Linked DNA regions of Danio rerio: region 2 is linked to region 1. Evidence: chromatin contacts called from public Hi-C data. All regions are on one chromosome and are shown on one strand. The core of a region is the stretch at or near the end of the contact, and the rest is flanking DNA. Distances in the headings are between cores, read along the strand shown. Region 1 holds the start of naa50 (N-alpha-acetyltransferase 50, NatE catalytic subunit). Region 2 holds the start of atp8a2 (ATPase phospholipid transporting 8A2).

The links. A called contact is a pair of places that touch in the nucleus more often than the background predicts.
Region 2: a Hi-C map of hematopoietic stem cells shows a contact between it and region 1, with 2.4 times the contacts expected there. The contact joins the promoter of atp8a2 here to the promoter of naa50 in region 1. A contact is called at or near these places in 1 of 18 Hi-C or Micro-C datasets (hematopoietic stem cells) and 1 of 4 datasets of contacts at active chromatin or transcription factors (embryo).

The regions. Positions count from the first base shown.
Region 1 is chr24:25,053,114-25,057,638 of GRCz12tu, forward strand. naa50 (N-alpha-acetyltransferase 50, NatE catalytic subunit) reads left to right here and starts at 2,103. Exons shown (of 5, transcript NM_001003623.1): 1 at 2,103-2,229; 2 at 4,268-4,401. The coding sequence starts at 2,222.
Region 2 is chr24:25,377,560-25,382,084 of GRCz12tu, forward strand. It overlaps atp8a2 (ATPase phospholipid transporting 8A2), which reads right to left and starts at 1,978. Exons shown (of 37, transcript XR_012399299.1): 1 at 1,794-1,978.

The sequences.
Region 1 (4,525 bases), core at 853-3,352:
TGCGCTATAGGTCAATAGGATGAACTAAATTGACCATAGTGGATGTGTGTGAATGGGTGTGTGTGGGTGTTTCCCAGTACTGAGTTGGAGTTGGAAGGAAATCCATTGTGTGAAACATATGCTGGGTAAGTTGTCAGTTCATTCCACTGTGGCAACCCCTGATGAGTAAAGGGACTAGCTGAAGGTAAATTAATGAATGAACTCACAAGTAACATGTTTGAGGTAACAGAAATGTCCATTTAAAAAAGTAGTGGAGATAATGCTTAACCAAAAAGAGAGAAATTGCTGCAAAATATAACATGAAAATGGAAACCAGAGAGCGTACGTTTGAATCTAGTGTAATTCACATACTTTGATCTTCTCATATGGACAGTACAAATACAGTGTATTTCACACCAACAAATCTTGTTTCCCTTCAATCTGTCATTTAAATTTGATTCTCCTTCCACACTTCCTTCCCATCGCTTGCTCTTCTCTCAACTCAGCTCACTTTGAAAGATCAAGTCAAAAGACAAATGTTCTCTGCCAATAAGTGATTTTAAGCATCATCTTTGGAGGCTTTTCTGTCTTGGTATTCAAGTGTCAAAAGGTTCAGCATGGTTCAGATCAGATCATCTTATATGCTAAACACTGCCTTCTAAAGTCATTTGTTTATTTTCCTTTGGCTCAGTCCCTTTTTATTAGGGGTCACCACAGTGGAATGAACAACCAATTAATCCAGCATATGTTTTACTCAGCGGATGCCCTTCCAGCCGCAACCCACTGTGAAAAACCTATAAACTCTTGACACACACTTACACACTACAGCCAATTTTGTTTTATCCAATTCACCTATATCGCATGTCTTTGGACTGTCAGAGGAAACCCAGGCGAACATGGAGAGGACATGTAAACCCCACACACAAATCCCAACTGGCTCAACTGGGACTCGAACCAAGAAGAAGCCACCCCTACCTTTAAACTGACTATTGTAATTGTATTGTAATTGACAAAACACATGTTTACCTGACAAGCAGTGATGGAAAGAGTACTGAACATCATACTCAAGCATAAGTACTGTTATTTGCCAAAATAATGCAGTGCAAGACACTTGTAAATGTATCTGTTTTCTAAATACCACTCGATGTGTGAGTAAAAGTAGCCTTTCTAAAAGTACTCAAGAAGAGTAGTGATTAGGCTATCGCATACTATGCTGTGATTAATAAATTATTTTACCTTACACCCTTCAAACTAAAAATGTAACTTTCGTTGGTGGCATTTTCTTTTAAGGGTGTTTCTACGTGTAAGTAGACAGTCATGGACTATACATTTAAAATGTCAGATTAATTTAATTTTAGAACACATTAAATGAATATATGCACCTATAATAAGTCAACAGATTGCAGCAAGTTGATGCATTTATATGTGGAGTGAAATCTGTGTAACCTAAGGGGCAAAATCTTGCTGTAATAAGCAAATAAAGGAATTTTTAACAGTGTAATTTTGAACACGGTATTGTGAGTTTAAATATAAGTTTGAAATACAAGCCAACACAAACTCAAAACAATAAAACCTGGTCTGGTTTCACAAACAGGGAGAAGATAAATGTTTTATTCCAAGGACAACACTTTTATTTATTTTACAAAATATTCTTGTATTAGATCACGTCCATGAAATATGTTTTTATTTTTTTTTAAATCCTTCTAAGTCTTTAGAGAAGGAGATTATACAACATTTTATTTGGATTAAAACAATAAGACTTGTATTATTAAGTCACAAAAACGCAATTTCCCGTTTTTTTTCTATTTCCTGTTGCTAGTTGTCAGTGGTGAAGGTTGACAGCAGCAGCCTCCCAGAATTCAAGGTTGCCAAATCAACCATCAGTAACCACCGACTAATTACTTATGTATAGTCGTAAATGCCTATTTCGGGGTTCAATCTCAACTCATATGACATAATTTATATCTATAAATGAACATTATCGATAAATCAACTATAAAAAACAACTAAAATATCGTTTTCCTAATTCACAATCTGATCTAAGTTATATGTGTTGGTTTAATAGGAAAGACTTGGCAACCTTCGGCCACAGCACAGAGGCAAATGCGGACTGCTTAGCTTGTGTGCTAGCAACATACATGTGGAGGGGATCACATCCCAAACTCTGCCCAAATTTCCCTTTAGACTGCCAAATACCGCCAACTGCCCCTGTATCCCTCACAACAAACGTGTTTTCTTCAACATGAAAGGGTGAGTAGACGACAGAGAAGGCTCTATTCCTCTCAAGTAAAGTTTTCCCCTCTCTATTCTCTTTTTTCCAGCAGGGGGGCAGTGGAGTTGCTCTAATGCTAGCTGTTAGCTCTCTGCGCGCTTAATGTGGAGAAGAGACATTTGCGCCGCGTTTTTACACCTAGTTTTACCTTAATCTTTTCCCAAAATCTCCAGAAAATAGCTTAAAAGTGCCTCATGTAATCTAGCACCAGATTAAATCTTATGCCAGTACAAACGGCACGAGTGAAGTCCGTGCCAAACTGGATCGTGTGTCGAATCTAAATCCGAAAATGTTGAGTCAGTCTTCAAGTTGCTATCTTGGTTAGCAAGCCAATCTGAAACCTCTCCCAAATGGGCGCCCAGATGGATCGTTACATTTAATAGCAGTGTATTAAAGCTTGTTGCTGTCATGTTGGGGTTAATGTGAGATTATTTTGATGTAAGAATTGAAATGTGACACACGTGATGGAGTGAGCTTAGCCGCATAGCATGTCCTCTTTGAAAATGACAGAACAAGTTCATACGGTCTTAAAACACTTTATGAAGGACGATTCTTTAACGTTTGATGGATGAAACGATGCATAAATATGTCTAATATGCTACGTTAAGCTCACTGTAGTGGTTTGCTGTGACCATGTGTGTAGAATAAAGAAAAGTCAGCGATATTTAAATTTTTATTCTAAATCCAATTCTGTTTTATATCATAAAATATTTCATATTTTAAAGTTTTGAATTCACATCTGTAAAAAAGTGGTACCCAGCCCTGTTCCTGGAAGGCCTCCAGCAGTACACATTTATCCGACACACCCATTAAGAGTCTCTGCTATGGAGCTGAAGGGAATCAGGTGTTTCACTAGAAAAAAACATACTAAATGTATTTTTAAGGGGCCCTTCATGAACAGAAGTGGTGCACCATTGCTTTAAAAGTCTGCAATATCATCTGAAACGTATTTACTCTCATCGCTTTACCAAGCATTGGTAAACTTTATTATCTAACTTGTTTTAATCAGTGGACTTTGATTTCAAGACCGTGTATAGTAGTATAGGCATTTGTTCTGTGATCATAAGTTCTGTAAACTCTATTTAGTGTGTATGTTTTTCTCCTGTCAACTCATGCTGGTTGTTCAGTGGCAGTGGTGAACATGTGACCAGCAGCTGTTGTTGGTGTTGGGCTTCAGTTTGCTGCCTCCCTATAAATACCTGCTTTTTGCACTGCTGGTTTACGGTGATCATAGTTATACAAGAAATGTGTAGTTTTGTGGGTGCACCTTTAGGGTATCTCTCTCTCACACACACCCACACACACGAAAGATAAATGAGGATGTGCTGATACTAAGTTATTATAGGGGTAGTTCACCCCCCCCACCCCCACCCCCCCCCCCACCCCCCCCCAAATACAATTTTCTCACCATTTATTCGATCTAAGGTGTTTCCAAACTTTTACAAATTTTTTTCTTCAGTTGAACACAAATGATGTCGGAAAAAAGAAACCAAATTTAAATTAATGGCTGTTTTTTTCCTATCATTTTTCAGTATATCTTCCTTTGTTCAACAGAAGAAACTCAAACAGGTTTGACATAAGTGGACTATGAGGAAACAATGACAAAGTTATAATTTTTAGGTGAACTATCGCTTAAATACAATACAAATTTTAATATAAAATAAATGAAATACTCTGTTGCATTCAACTATAGAAGTAATTTAAGTATTACACCATTAAATGTGATTAAATAGTGAAGATCATGTATACATTATTAATTTTACTGTTCCTGAAGTTCAATGAGCACAAATGACAATGATGTATAAATCTAATATTAGGTAAAAATGGATATCCATAGACGCTTTGTATGCAGCAGAATCAACTGATAACTGATATTGTACTAATATCTTGGGCTTTTCTAATAGTAAAGCTGTAATATTGTCATTTATGTGGACTGTTTGCTGACCTGACATGTAAAGAAAAGGACATTGTTTGTCAGTTCACAGCTAGTTGACCATTCTGCTTTTGTTCTAGTAGCCGGATCGAGTTGGGGGATGTTACACCCCACAACATTAAACAATTGAAGCGTCTGAATCAAGTGATCTTCCCTGTCAGCTACAACGACAAGTTCTACAAAGATGTTCTTGAAGTGGGAGAGCTTGCCAAGCTAGGTATGTAACAACGCTGATGCAAAACACTTACATTTGAATTCACTTCACTTCACAACAAAGCCGTAACTCAACTGTTCAGGACATAATAAGAACTGAAATATTTTGTGTAGTATTTTTTCGAATA
Region 2 (4,525 bases), core at 728-3,227, 320 kb after region 1:
TTACTGGGAAACACCCATACACACATACACCACAGACAATTTAGCATATACCCAATTCACCTATAGTGCATGTCTTTGGACTTGTGGGGGAAACCAGAGCACCTGGAAGAAACCCATGTGAACACACAGACTAACACACAGAAATGCCAACTGACCCAACCGAGGCTCGAACCAGCGACCTTCTTGCTGTGAGGCGGCAGCGATACCCACTGCACCATTGTGCGGCCTACATAAAATTGTTACACTGAATTAATATGAAATATTACAGTAAATACATGATTAAATGATTTAAAAAAAAACTTTCAAACAATGCAATGGTAATTATATTATCTCTGATTATTAGAATAAAAAAATACATTAAACAAATATGATTAAATTAAATGAAGACATATTAATTAAACATATTCAATATGTAATTAAATGTCCCCAAATAAATGTACTTTCTAAAAATTAAAGTAGAAAGTCTGTCATTGTGGTACTGCATTTTCAAAAGGAATTTGTTTTACCTTTTAATGTACTATGAATTACACATTCTAACTTTATAGGTATTAATGTGTAACTTTAAGGTGCACATGTGGAACTGTGAGGTAAAAGTTTCCCTATATTAGTATAAGGTACCACCCCAATGACAAGTATTGTACCCCACCTTTAATTGTGTTTTCTTTTTTAATTATTTCCCAAATTATGTTTAACTGAGCAAGGAAATTTTCACAGTATGTCTGATAATATTTTTTCTTCTAGAGAAAGTCTAATTTGTTTTATTTTGGCTAGAATAAAAGCAGTTTTTTTTTTTTAATTTAAAGTCAACATTATTAGCCGCTTTGAGCTTTTTTTCCCATAGTCTACAGAACAAACCATCGTTATACAATAAATTGAATAATTAGTCCAACCTGCCTAGTTAAACTAATTAGTTATGCATTTAAATGTCACTTTAAGCTGTATAGAAGTGTCTTGAAAAATATCTAGTCAAATATTATGTACTGTCATCATGGCAAAGATAAAATACTTCAGTTATTAGAAATGAGTTATTAAAACTATTATGTTTAGAAATGTGTTGAAAAAATATCTGTTAAACAGAAATTAATGAAAAAAACATGGGGCTAATAAGGCACGGGGGGGGGGGGGGGATAATTCTGACTTCTGACTTAAACACAGTAAATTGCAACTTTGTACAGCAAAACTATGTAATTGCACATTTTTACATTTTATGATTGAGGTCCTGATCTCATTAGGGGTTTGTGGCATCTAAAAGATTGTCAACCCCTCAGCTACATGTCAGCATCTAATTGAAAATACGTTGTCTTATTTCTTTCCTAATTATAAAGTAATTAATAAAAAGGTTGACATTAAACCAGAGGCACATGCCCTCAACAGGTGATGCAGACCTGTCTATGAGCTTAGAAAGTCAGAGCGCTTTAAACAGTCACGTGACGAGCTAAACACCCCACTGAGGGAGTTTCTCTCTCAAACGTCAATGCAGATCTGGATAAGATTAATTGTTGCCGCATCACGCTTTATCTCAGAAGAACACTTGACCCTAATTTATCACTGAAAGCAAAACGTCACCCTGGTGACCCGTGTGTTTACACTGCGAAAACCACAGGTCACCCACAACAAGAGCAGGTGCAGGACGACTGATGCTGACCAATCACAGCATCTAAAACCCGTCTCTAATATGTCATAATAATGAATAATACTCTAATAAAATGAGCATCCGAATGACCAGCGGCACAGAAGAAAACGCAGGCGTCAACACATCCACCGTCCCCCGTCGGCAGATTATGTCATCTTACCTCCCTCGCTGTGGATCTTCTTCGAGCGTCGGTTGAAATACATTGTGCGCGGCGATGTGGAGCTTCCAGCAGCGCGGGCGAGCTGTGGGCATACTCGCGCTTCAGCGGGGGTTTGCGGGCCACAGGCGCAGGGATGCGGTGTTTGATGGAGGCAACATAGTTCCTATTGATGATGGGTCACCCTCAGGCGCGCGCACTGGCCCGGGCACGCGCTTCTGCCATCCTGGTGATCCGTCGCATTATTGCTCGTGCAAACGCACAGGCGAATCCGCGCGCGTTCCGTCATCAGAGGCAGACCCCGCCTGGACTTTCTCTGAATGCCAATACGCCCTCATATGGTATGGATGGACCTCAATGGACTCCTTCTGGTATTTATTTGTGTAATTATTACTGTGGGTAAAATTGAATACACTGCAAAAAATGCAGGGTTCCACACAATTGATTTGTGTTGGGTCAACATGAATGAATTATTAAAACTTGTTAGTTTTTACAAATTTAAGTGGATTGAACATAAAGCAATTGAGTTGTCTCAAAACAACCTAATGAATTGTGTTGTTTCAGCTCATTTTAAATAAGTTGTTTAAACAAACAGCATTTTTTTAGTGTAGGCTTAATTGAAAATATCAATTAAATGTTTAAGCGTATTTATTTGGGCTATTTTGTTATTGTTATTTATGAATTTGACATTTTAAAGTATTTTATTGGTTCGGTATTCAATCAGATTTTATAATTAACAATGTTTAGGTCCCACCTTTGGCACCATGTTGGTTCAGGGTTAAAAGTGGCATTCATAAGTATTTAACTATGTATTTAATGTTTAAACTTAAGAATTTACAGCTATGGAAAATGGGTTTTTCTGAATTGATGATTTATAGTTAGGTGTTTGATTAAAACACCTGGTACATTTAATTCTAAAAAAGCCGTTGACATTGATGCAAATTTTAAAAAAACCAAAACAATCCAAATAAATAAACTAAAATAAATATAATAGTTATGTGTAATAACAATGGAACGACACATGGAGAAAGTACTGAACTATTTAAATGCATTTAATATTTTGTATAATGGACTATTTTGTCTTATCTGTTGCTCAGGTGTGATTTTTTGCCAAGACTCCAAAAGTCTTGGAAAGATTTAATTTGGGCTTTCCGTGCCTTTTTACGCCTCCCTTTCTGCATGTGTTTATTATGTTTTCCCTCTCTCATTTCAAGTAATTACACATAACTTAATTTCTTAAGTAATTAGTTTTGGTTTCTTTTCATTTGTGGATAACTTTGGTTGTTGCTGACATCTGGTGAAAATTTCAAAGAAATACAGAATAAATAAGAATTATTAAACTCCCTGAATTATTAGCACCCGTTTATTTTTTCCCCCAATTTCTGTTTTCTAAACATATTAGTTTTAATAACTCATTTCTAATAACTGATTTATTTTATCTTTGTCATGATGACAGTAAATAATATTTGACTAGATATTGTTCAAAATACTTCTATACAGCTTAAAGTGACATTTAAAGGTTTAACTAGGGTAATTAGGCAAGTTATTGTATAATGATGGTTTGTTCTGTAGACTATCAAAAATATATAGCTTATGGGACTAATAATTTTGACTTTAAAATTAAATTTTTTAAAAAATACTTTAATTCTAGTCGAAATAAGACAAATAAGACTTTCTCCAGAAGAAAAATATTATCAGACATTCTGTAAAAACGTCCTTGCTCCATTTAACATCATTTAGCGAATATTTAAAAAAGAAAATCAATTTCAAAGGGGGTTTAAAAATTCTGATTTTAACTGAATGTTTTCTGAGAAAAATGGTCATGTGCTCAATACTTATTTTAACCGATGTGTGTGTATAAATCCAAGTACTTTATATTAAATTTAGTAAAAACTACTTAATCAAGTAAATCCAGCGAAATTGCATCTCTGATTGTTCTGTATCCTTATCTTAATGTTTGTTTAACTTTTTCATCCTTGTATATGATTAAATATAATCCACTGTTAAGGCCCGTTCGCATAATTAGGCCTGATCATTTTTTTCGCATGTACATTTTTTTTCAATTAAATTTCATGTTTAATGCTTTTTTTCTTTAATAAGGGCATTTTTAGAGTGCCAATAATGAAAGCATTAAACATAATCTAAAATGCTGTAACGATAATGCAACAGAACTCAGTTTCCCTGCAAGCATGCTTTAGAAACTTTAAGTCTAAATTACAACTATAACAATAACAGCACAAAGAAACAATAGTTTAAATCAGAGATAAAAAAAAAACAAAAAAAACATTAACAGCCAATCAGAATCCATCCTACACTCTCAGAAATAAAGGTAGGCGAGCTGTCACTGGGGTGGTACCTTTTCAAATGGTACAAATTTGTACATAAAAGGTCCATATTATTACCTCAAGGGTACATATTAGTACCTAAAAAGTACAAAAGTGTTCCTCTTAATTTTTTAGGTACTAATATATACTTCTGAGGTACCAATATTGACCTTTTAAGTACAAATGGTAACCTTTACCACCCAAGTGACAGCTTACGTACTTTTATTTCCGAGATGGTACTTTTAAAAGGCAAGCATTTTAAGTGGCAAAACAATATTATGCATAGGTGTAGATGTTAAAATTTTATTCCTACAGGTATTTTACCAATTTTGGCATAATCAGTTTGTTTAATCCAATATATACCCTATTAAATTCAGACTTAAAATCAGTTCATGTGGTGCTTAAACATAA